Regions from separate parts of the Mus musculus genome. Here region 2 is linked to region 1. Evidence: chromatin contacts called from public HiChIP or PLAC-seq data. All regions are on one chromosome and are shown on one strand. Each heading gives the region's core, a stretch centred on a gene start, on an enhancer-like site or on the middle of the called end of the contact. The rest is flanking DNA. Distances are from core to core; before and after follow the strand shown. Region 1 overlaps Nadk2 (NAD kinase 2, mitochondrial). Region 2 overlaps Lmbrd2 (LMBR1 domain containing 2).

Evidence for each region. HiChIP or PLAC-seq counts read pairs in DNA pulled down with a chosen protein or histone mark.
Region 2: an H3K27ac HiChIP or PLAC-seq map of embryonic stem cells shows a contact between it and region 1, with 5 read pairs. The contact joins two enhancer-like sites. A contact is called at or near these places in 1 of 115 datasets of contacts at active chromatin or transcription factors (embryonic stem cells) and 3 of 9 other capture datasets (adipose tissue, liver and pancreatic islet).

The regions. Positions count from the first base shown.
Region 1 is chr15:9,092,263-9,095,685 of GRCm38.p6, forward strand. It overlaps Nadk2 (NAD kinase 2, mitochondrial), which reads left to right. Exons shown (of 13, transcript NM_001040395.4): 6 at 452-588. Among named protein-coding and RNA genes, the nearest start is that of Nadk2, 23 kb to the left of the region's middle. Within about 2 kb of position 1,934, at least 95 of the 459 cell types and tissues checked have an H3K27ac peak or open chromatin away from gene starts, as enhancers often do. A contact at or near this core is called in embryonic stem cells, where this site is marked.
Region 2 is chr15:9,162,784-9,166,206 of GRCm38.p6, forward strand. It overlaps Lmbrd2 (LMBR1 domain containing 2), which reads left to right. Exons shown (of 18, transcript NM_177178.3): 7 at 3,005-3,079. Among named protein-coding and RNA genes, the nearest start is that of Lmbrd2, 24 kb to the left of the region's middle. Within about 2 kb of position 1,653, at least 14 of the 459 cell types and tissues checked have an H3K27ac peak or open chromatin away from gene starts, as enhancers often do. A contact at or near this core is called in embryonic stem cells, where this site is marked.

The DNA.
Region 1 (3,423 bases), core at 684-3,183:
GGGACCTGTGGGCTTTAGGTGTTTGTGCTATAATTTATCCACGGAATAAATATCTTTTGCTTTTCTTTCTTTTCCTTTTCCTTTATCTTTTTCTTTTTCTCTTTTCTTTTTTCCTTTTTCTTTTCCTCTTTCTTCCTTCCTTCTCTTCTCTCTTCTCTCTTCTCTCTTCTCTCTCTCTCTCTCTCTCTCTCTCTCTTTCTTTCTTTGGGTCTCCCTATGTAAGTCTGGCTGTCCTGGAACTAGCTATGTAGACTAGGCTGGCCTCGAACTCACAGAGTTCTGCTTACCTCTGCCTCTCTAGTGCTGGTATTAAAGACATGTGGATGCCACTGTGCTCAATCTAGAATTAGCTTCTCATATACATCTTTCAGTTTGCTGAGGCTATCCTAATGTCTATTCTTTACCTAAGTGTGTTTGATTTTACTATAACCTCCCTTTCCTTCCCTTTCAGGTGGTTGTGGAGGCAGCGGATCAGGTTATATCTGGAAGGGACTGGCATAAACCCCACTCCCGTGGACCTTCACGAACAGCAGCTGAGCTTGAATCAGCACAGCCGAGCCTTTAACATCGAAAGAGCGCACGATGAAAGTAGGTGGCCAGAGCCAGCCTGGAGTGGGCACTGTTTGATTCCTAAGTTTTGAAACAGTAATTTACATGTCATTTGCTTTTAGTGTCACTAATAACTCCTTCACCCCAAGCCTGTGAAACTGAAACCCCACCTATGTCTCTTTAGCCCAGTTATTGGCTGTTAATTTACCAACCAGAAATAATATTTGGGGGCAGGATCACTCAGCATCTAAATGTGGACTCGATTGTCTCTGGGGCAACCTGACTTGGGGGCTCAAAATAAGCATAAGAATACAAGCAGCATTAGGCCAACCTACTATATTTCCCCCTTTTTTGTCCAAATAAGAAGGCTTTCTCTTATAGTAAAACAATACATAGTAGGAACTATTTTGGAACAATTATGAAAATTATTATGACTTACCTTTAAAGGTTCAGTCTGTATCGTGTACCTTAGATGAGGTACTTAACTGTCTATCCTATCGCAGTGAGCTTACAACACTGTACTTAAATCATCTTCTAATTTAACTTGTATTTCCACCCTAAAATCATCTTTTCAAGTCTAGAACGTCTTCACTGCTAAACAACTTAAGTTTAACTATGAGACTATAACTGTCTTCAACCCCGTCAGAGATCTGAGAAGGGATTAAATATTACCTGAGTGTGCAGGAAGAACAAAGACACAAGCTTCCAAAACTACAGACATGACAGAGGTAGCTGACTGCCTAGACAGTCCCCAACATTTGTCACACCGTTGGAGCATCTATCTTACAGTTCAGAGGTTTAGTCCGTGACAGAAAACACGGCAGAGTCCAGGCAGGCATGAGCTGGGCAGGAGCTGAGAGTTCTACATCTTGGTCCATAGGCAGCAGAAGGAGGCTGTATATCCTACTGGGCATACCTTGAACATAGGAGACCTCAAAGCCGGCCCCCACGGTGATGCACTTCCTCCACCAAGGCCACACCTACTTATAGTACCACTCCCAGTGGGCCAAGCATGAGTCAGTGGGGGCCATACCTATTCAAACCAATGCACCCTGTGTCTAAAACAAAACAAAGCAAACTCCTCAAAAACCCGAAATGCAAAAAATACTATATCTAGTGTAATAAACATGTGTGCAGACTTATGTAATGTGCAGGTCAGAGGTCGTGCTGGTGAGGGTGTGGCTCAGTGTATTCAGTATCTAATGAGAGTTCATCTCTACTGCTGTGTGACAAATTACTTCATCCTTTAGCATTTTAGGCGTACATATTTATAACCTCACAGGATGTGAAGGTCATAATCCAGGGACATTTCACCTCTTAGTCCTGGTGTAGAGTTCCTTGGGAGGTAACACTCAGCTGTCAACCACAACAGCAGCGCTTGGAGATGGGACAGCCCAGGAGAAGTCACTTCCTGTTTCTCGCAGATTGTTGTGTCCGGCCAGCGGATCACATGTCTGGGTTCTAGCCTGGAAAGGCATTTTGGAAACCTGGAAGAGAAGAGAGGCTAGGCTAAGATGCAGCTAAGACAGCCATGCTGATCAAAGCTCAATTTTACTATTCCAAACGCAGTTATGAAGCAGGGGAAGGGGGCCCGATTCCTGCCAAATCATCTTGGGGTCCAGTAGCAGGGTGACCACGTGTATGGCTCCGGAACAGCAAAGCGGAGGGCTCCAGCAGTGGGCGTGGCAGAGCGATTGAGCGGCAAGCTCCACCCTGATGTAAACAGTGGAACCTTTAAGGCTGGCTTCAGGCTGGGGGAGGGGAGGCTACAGCAGATGGCTTCAGTTCCAGCCACTCCACAGTGCAGTGTGTGAGCTGAGGGGGAGGGCAGAGACGCACAGCGAGATAGAAGTGCAGTCTTTTCTAACCGAGTCTCAGAAGTGGGTGCACGGCCAGAGTGTCTGTGCTGCACCTGTTGGCCGTGGAACCCACTTCTGCTGTGACGTAATGTAATGGAAGGGCGTGAATCCTGGGTGGCAGGAGTTACTAGAGACGAGCTGCCCACCATAACTGGGATGGACTCAGTAAGTGTTGACTTCGAGGAAGTGTGTGAGAAAGGGACAAGTGAACTTTTGCCATAATGTCTGTCCTGTGAGAGACACTTGACTCTAGTCCTGCTGCTGATGACAGGATAGGGGGAGAGGATGGGCTGGGGGGTGGGGGGTGGAGGGGAGGCATGGGGCTGGTATTTTCAGTTGAAAACTGATAAAGGACAAAAAGTAAAGGGACCTCTTTACAGATGACAAGATCAAGTTTAATCACCCCAGTACTGAGAGTGCTTGCAGGCTTTTCTATTGTCATGACGGAGAACACTTACTTAATGGTATATATAGATTAAATAAAAGATGGGGATTTTTACAGATCTTGAAGGAAGATGTAATGTTTTTCTGATGTTGACATTCTAAAAATATTTTTGAGGTTTCTCCAATTGAAAAAACACTGCTGTCCCCCTCCCCTCCCCTCCCCTCCCCTCCCCTCCCCTCCCCTCCCCTCCCCTTCTTCCCTTCCTTTTTTTTCCTTAAAATTTTTTTCTGTTGAAGGATTAGAACATTTTTCCTTTCCTTCCTCCACACCCTTACTTCTGCCCCTTCCTTGTTATCTTTCAAATTCATGGCTTCATTTTTCATTAATGGTTATTATGTGCACATATGTATATATAGAGATGCATTCCTATGACCTTCTCAGTCTGCATGCTACTTGCATGTGTGTTTTTGGGCAGATCACTTGGTATTGATAACCAGCTGCTGTGTTCGTCCCTGGCTAAGAGCCCTTTGCTCTCAGCATCCCTTGGTGGCCTCTAGTTCTCTGTGGAGGCTTGGGGCATCGTGGGCTTTTCCTTGTGTCCCTGTTCAGTTCAGTTCACACAGCCATGCT
Region 2 (3,423 bases), core at 403-2,902, 70 kb after region 1:
CCATCAAAGAAATTAGTCCACATGGATTCTCAGCAGCTATGATTATGTGTAAAAGATCAAACGGGCCAGAATCCCAGCATGAATGGGAAAGGGGCCATCTAGTCCCACCCATAGCTAGGAGCTATTTTGATAATTCATGGCTGCAGGGATAAGGGTAGTCTGTTTTCTTCAAATATATGGTCCCTGAAAGGTTACAGTACTCCCACAGATACTCCTATTTCCCTATACATACAGGAAGCACTAAGTGTACTCAGTGGGTTTAAAAAAACCAAAACGGATGAAGTTGGGTGGAAAAGTGGAAAGCATAAGGGAGGAATTAGTGTGAAAGAGGGATGGGTTTGATCAAACACATTATATGCACATGTGAAAGGAAGTTATTTATGAAACCACAGTCTTGCCTAAGTTCACATATATTGTGTTTACAGTAAATAAATAAATTAATTAATTAGAGTAGTCCATTACTTTTTAATTCAGTCTTGTCTAGCTTCTCAGGACATGAGCAGAATGCCAGAATGAAGCAAGCATGGCTTCTGTCCCAGATCCTGGTCGTACCCTTGATCACCTCCAAAACTGCATGAGTTGACCCTCCACACCTTTGTTTCACTTGGGCACTTCAGTTTATTGACCTTTTTGAGTTCTGTGGCCTGACACTATTACTGAGGCTATGGTGCTCACAAAAAGGAATCTAGCATGACAGCACTCCAGAAGACCCAACAAGCAGCTGAAAGAGTCAGATGCAGATATTTGCACCCAACCAATGGACAGAAGCAGCTGACCCCCGTTGTTGAATTAGGGAAGGCTGAAAGAAGCTGAGGAGGAGGGCGATCCTGTAGGAGGACCAGCGCTCTCAATTAATTGGGACCCCCAGAGATCTTACAAACACTGGACTACCAAACAGGCAGTATATACCAGCTGATATGAGGCCCCCAACAAACGTACAGCAGAGGACTTCCTGGTCTGTGTTCATTCAGAGATGATGTACTTAACCCTCAGGAGACTGGAGGCCCCAGGGAGTTTAGAGGTCAGGTGGGGTTGGGGGTGGTGTGGGATGTGGAGCAGACAGAGGGTGGATGGGGGCTGGGGGAATAGAATATGGAGTGTAAAAAATAAATTTAAAAAAACCCAACAATATTTACTAACAAAATAAAAATGGAAGTAATATGAAAAGAAGAAATATAAACCTTGACAGATCCTTTGTGAACTCTTTTTATTTTATTTTTTGAGATTTAATCTCTCTCTTATTTCCAGTCACTCCCACTCCCCTTTCTCTCTTTCAAATCATGACTTCTTTTTTTTTTTTTAGTTAATTGTTGTTATGAACATCTGCTGTATGTATGCGTGTAAACATATATGTTCTAAATACAGGCCACTCAGTCTGTATAATGTTATTTGTGTTTAGGTGTTGGATAACCCATTGGTATAGTCTTTCTTCCCTGGGAAGGCCCGCTCTCAGCATTCCTCAGTTGCTTGCAGTTCTTTGTCAAGACCTCTTGGGTGTTCCCCGTCCATATCAGCATGCCTGTTACTGCTGTCCTTGTTCAGCTCATGTTTATGCAGAAGCCTTAGTGAGACTTTGTGGGTGTAGCTTGTGACAAGCCTAGGAGACTCAGTCTCACAGCGACTCACTGATCCTCTGGCAGGGAGGCTCCGGCTCTTACAGTCCTTTGCCCCTGACGCCTAACCCCACAGTGATCCCCACAGTGATCCCCACAGTGATCCCTAAGCCTCAGCCGAGAGAATAGTGTTGTAAACGCATCACTTCAGACTGGGCTCTAAAACTGTGCATTTGATTCATTGTGGTTTCTATTGGGAAGAGAAGGTTCTTTGAGGAGGGTGGGAACTACACTGGTCTGTGGGTAAAAGGCAAATGGTTATTGTCATGTTCATAAGCATCATAGCTGGGTTGGACAGTTGATCACTTCCCTCCTTTGGGAGATATCATGGCATCTTCTGGTACTATGAAAGCTAGTCCTCAAGGATAAGGCTTTCAAATCAGTTCTAGCTCACGGGTTTCTGGGCCCTATGCCTTAAATGTACAGTGTTTTCAGAAATAGAGATTTTAAAGTAATAACAGTAGGCTAGCGCTGACCAACAACTCAATAAAAGGACTTCTCATACCCGTGTTGAGGTTTTTGTTAGATGTTATTTAGCTAGCTCTTGAAATAAACTTGTCAGCCCCGATGGGAGCACTTAATTTAAACTATATATGTTTATTTATACATGCTGTGTCCAAGTTGCAGGAACCTCAAAGACCACTGAGAGACTGACTTCAATGTAAACACATAAGGGTCTTTATTACAAGCTCTAGAGCAAGTTCTCTCATCATCCCTGTTGCAGTAGGTCAGAGTGAGAGCCTTGAGTCTGGGGGTGCAGAGTATTTATTGTAGTTACAGCAAGCTTGGGGAATTTCCATATGGGTCAGCAAATTAATATTTTAAAAACTACATTTCTGGCATAATCTGCAGAAACTGAACAGGTGGACAAAACCACCTGAAAAGCAGAATGGCTAAGTTATCTGTTCTCTCTGGATGTCTTAAGTTATCTATATGAACCTTGACCCTGCTGTTGTAGCCTGACTGGCTATTGCTATGGGGGGTTGCCATAGGAGGCTTACTCAGGAGGACTCTGGTTTTCTTCCTGGAATTGAAGTTTAGCCCCTGGTCTTGCACTAAATGGAGTTTCTTCAAAAATGGAATTGGCTGGGCTTTACATACACACATGTATTATAAACTTTTGAACTGTTAAATAATGCTAGCCATTGTGATATATGAAATAAGCAAACAATGGAGGGAGACATTTAGAAATCCATAGAACAGTGAAGGATGTAAATACAGCTATTTGAATACTTTATTTTATAAGTGCTCTTAATAAATTTTATTCCATGAAAAAAACTTATAATGCTAAATAATTTGAGCTGAAATTAAAATCTGGAACTTGTGTGAACTCTCATTTAAAATGTATGATTTATAGAAATCTAAATATTTTTATTTTACTGTTTTTATAGGAGGTTCGTAAAGTAAATGAGAGCATCAAGTACAACCACCCACTGAGGAAGTGTGTAGACACAATACTTAAAAAGGTAATCATGTTATATTGTTTCCGCTTTTTCTCGTGAAGTACATTTTTATATACTATTGTAAATTAATTTTTCACATAGGAAAGTGTGATTAAAGAATATATGGTTAAGGTTTTCCAGATGGATTTTCATGTAAACTTTACCATAAACAAAAGAGTAGTTTATATATAGATTTTTTTTTCTGTTCTAAGTTTAGTAGTAATTATTGGCAGCATTTTACTTTGAAATGTGAAACATTTGAATATAATTAGAATGCCCTACAATTATTGCCATGGCATAGTGATGTAGGTACATATTCACAGAACCATCGTGTCTTATCATTAATATCAAGCATATCTCCTGTAGGA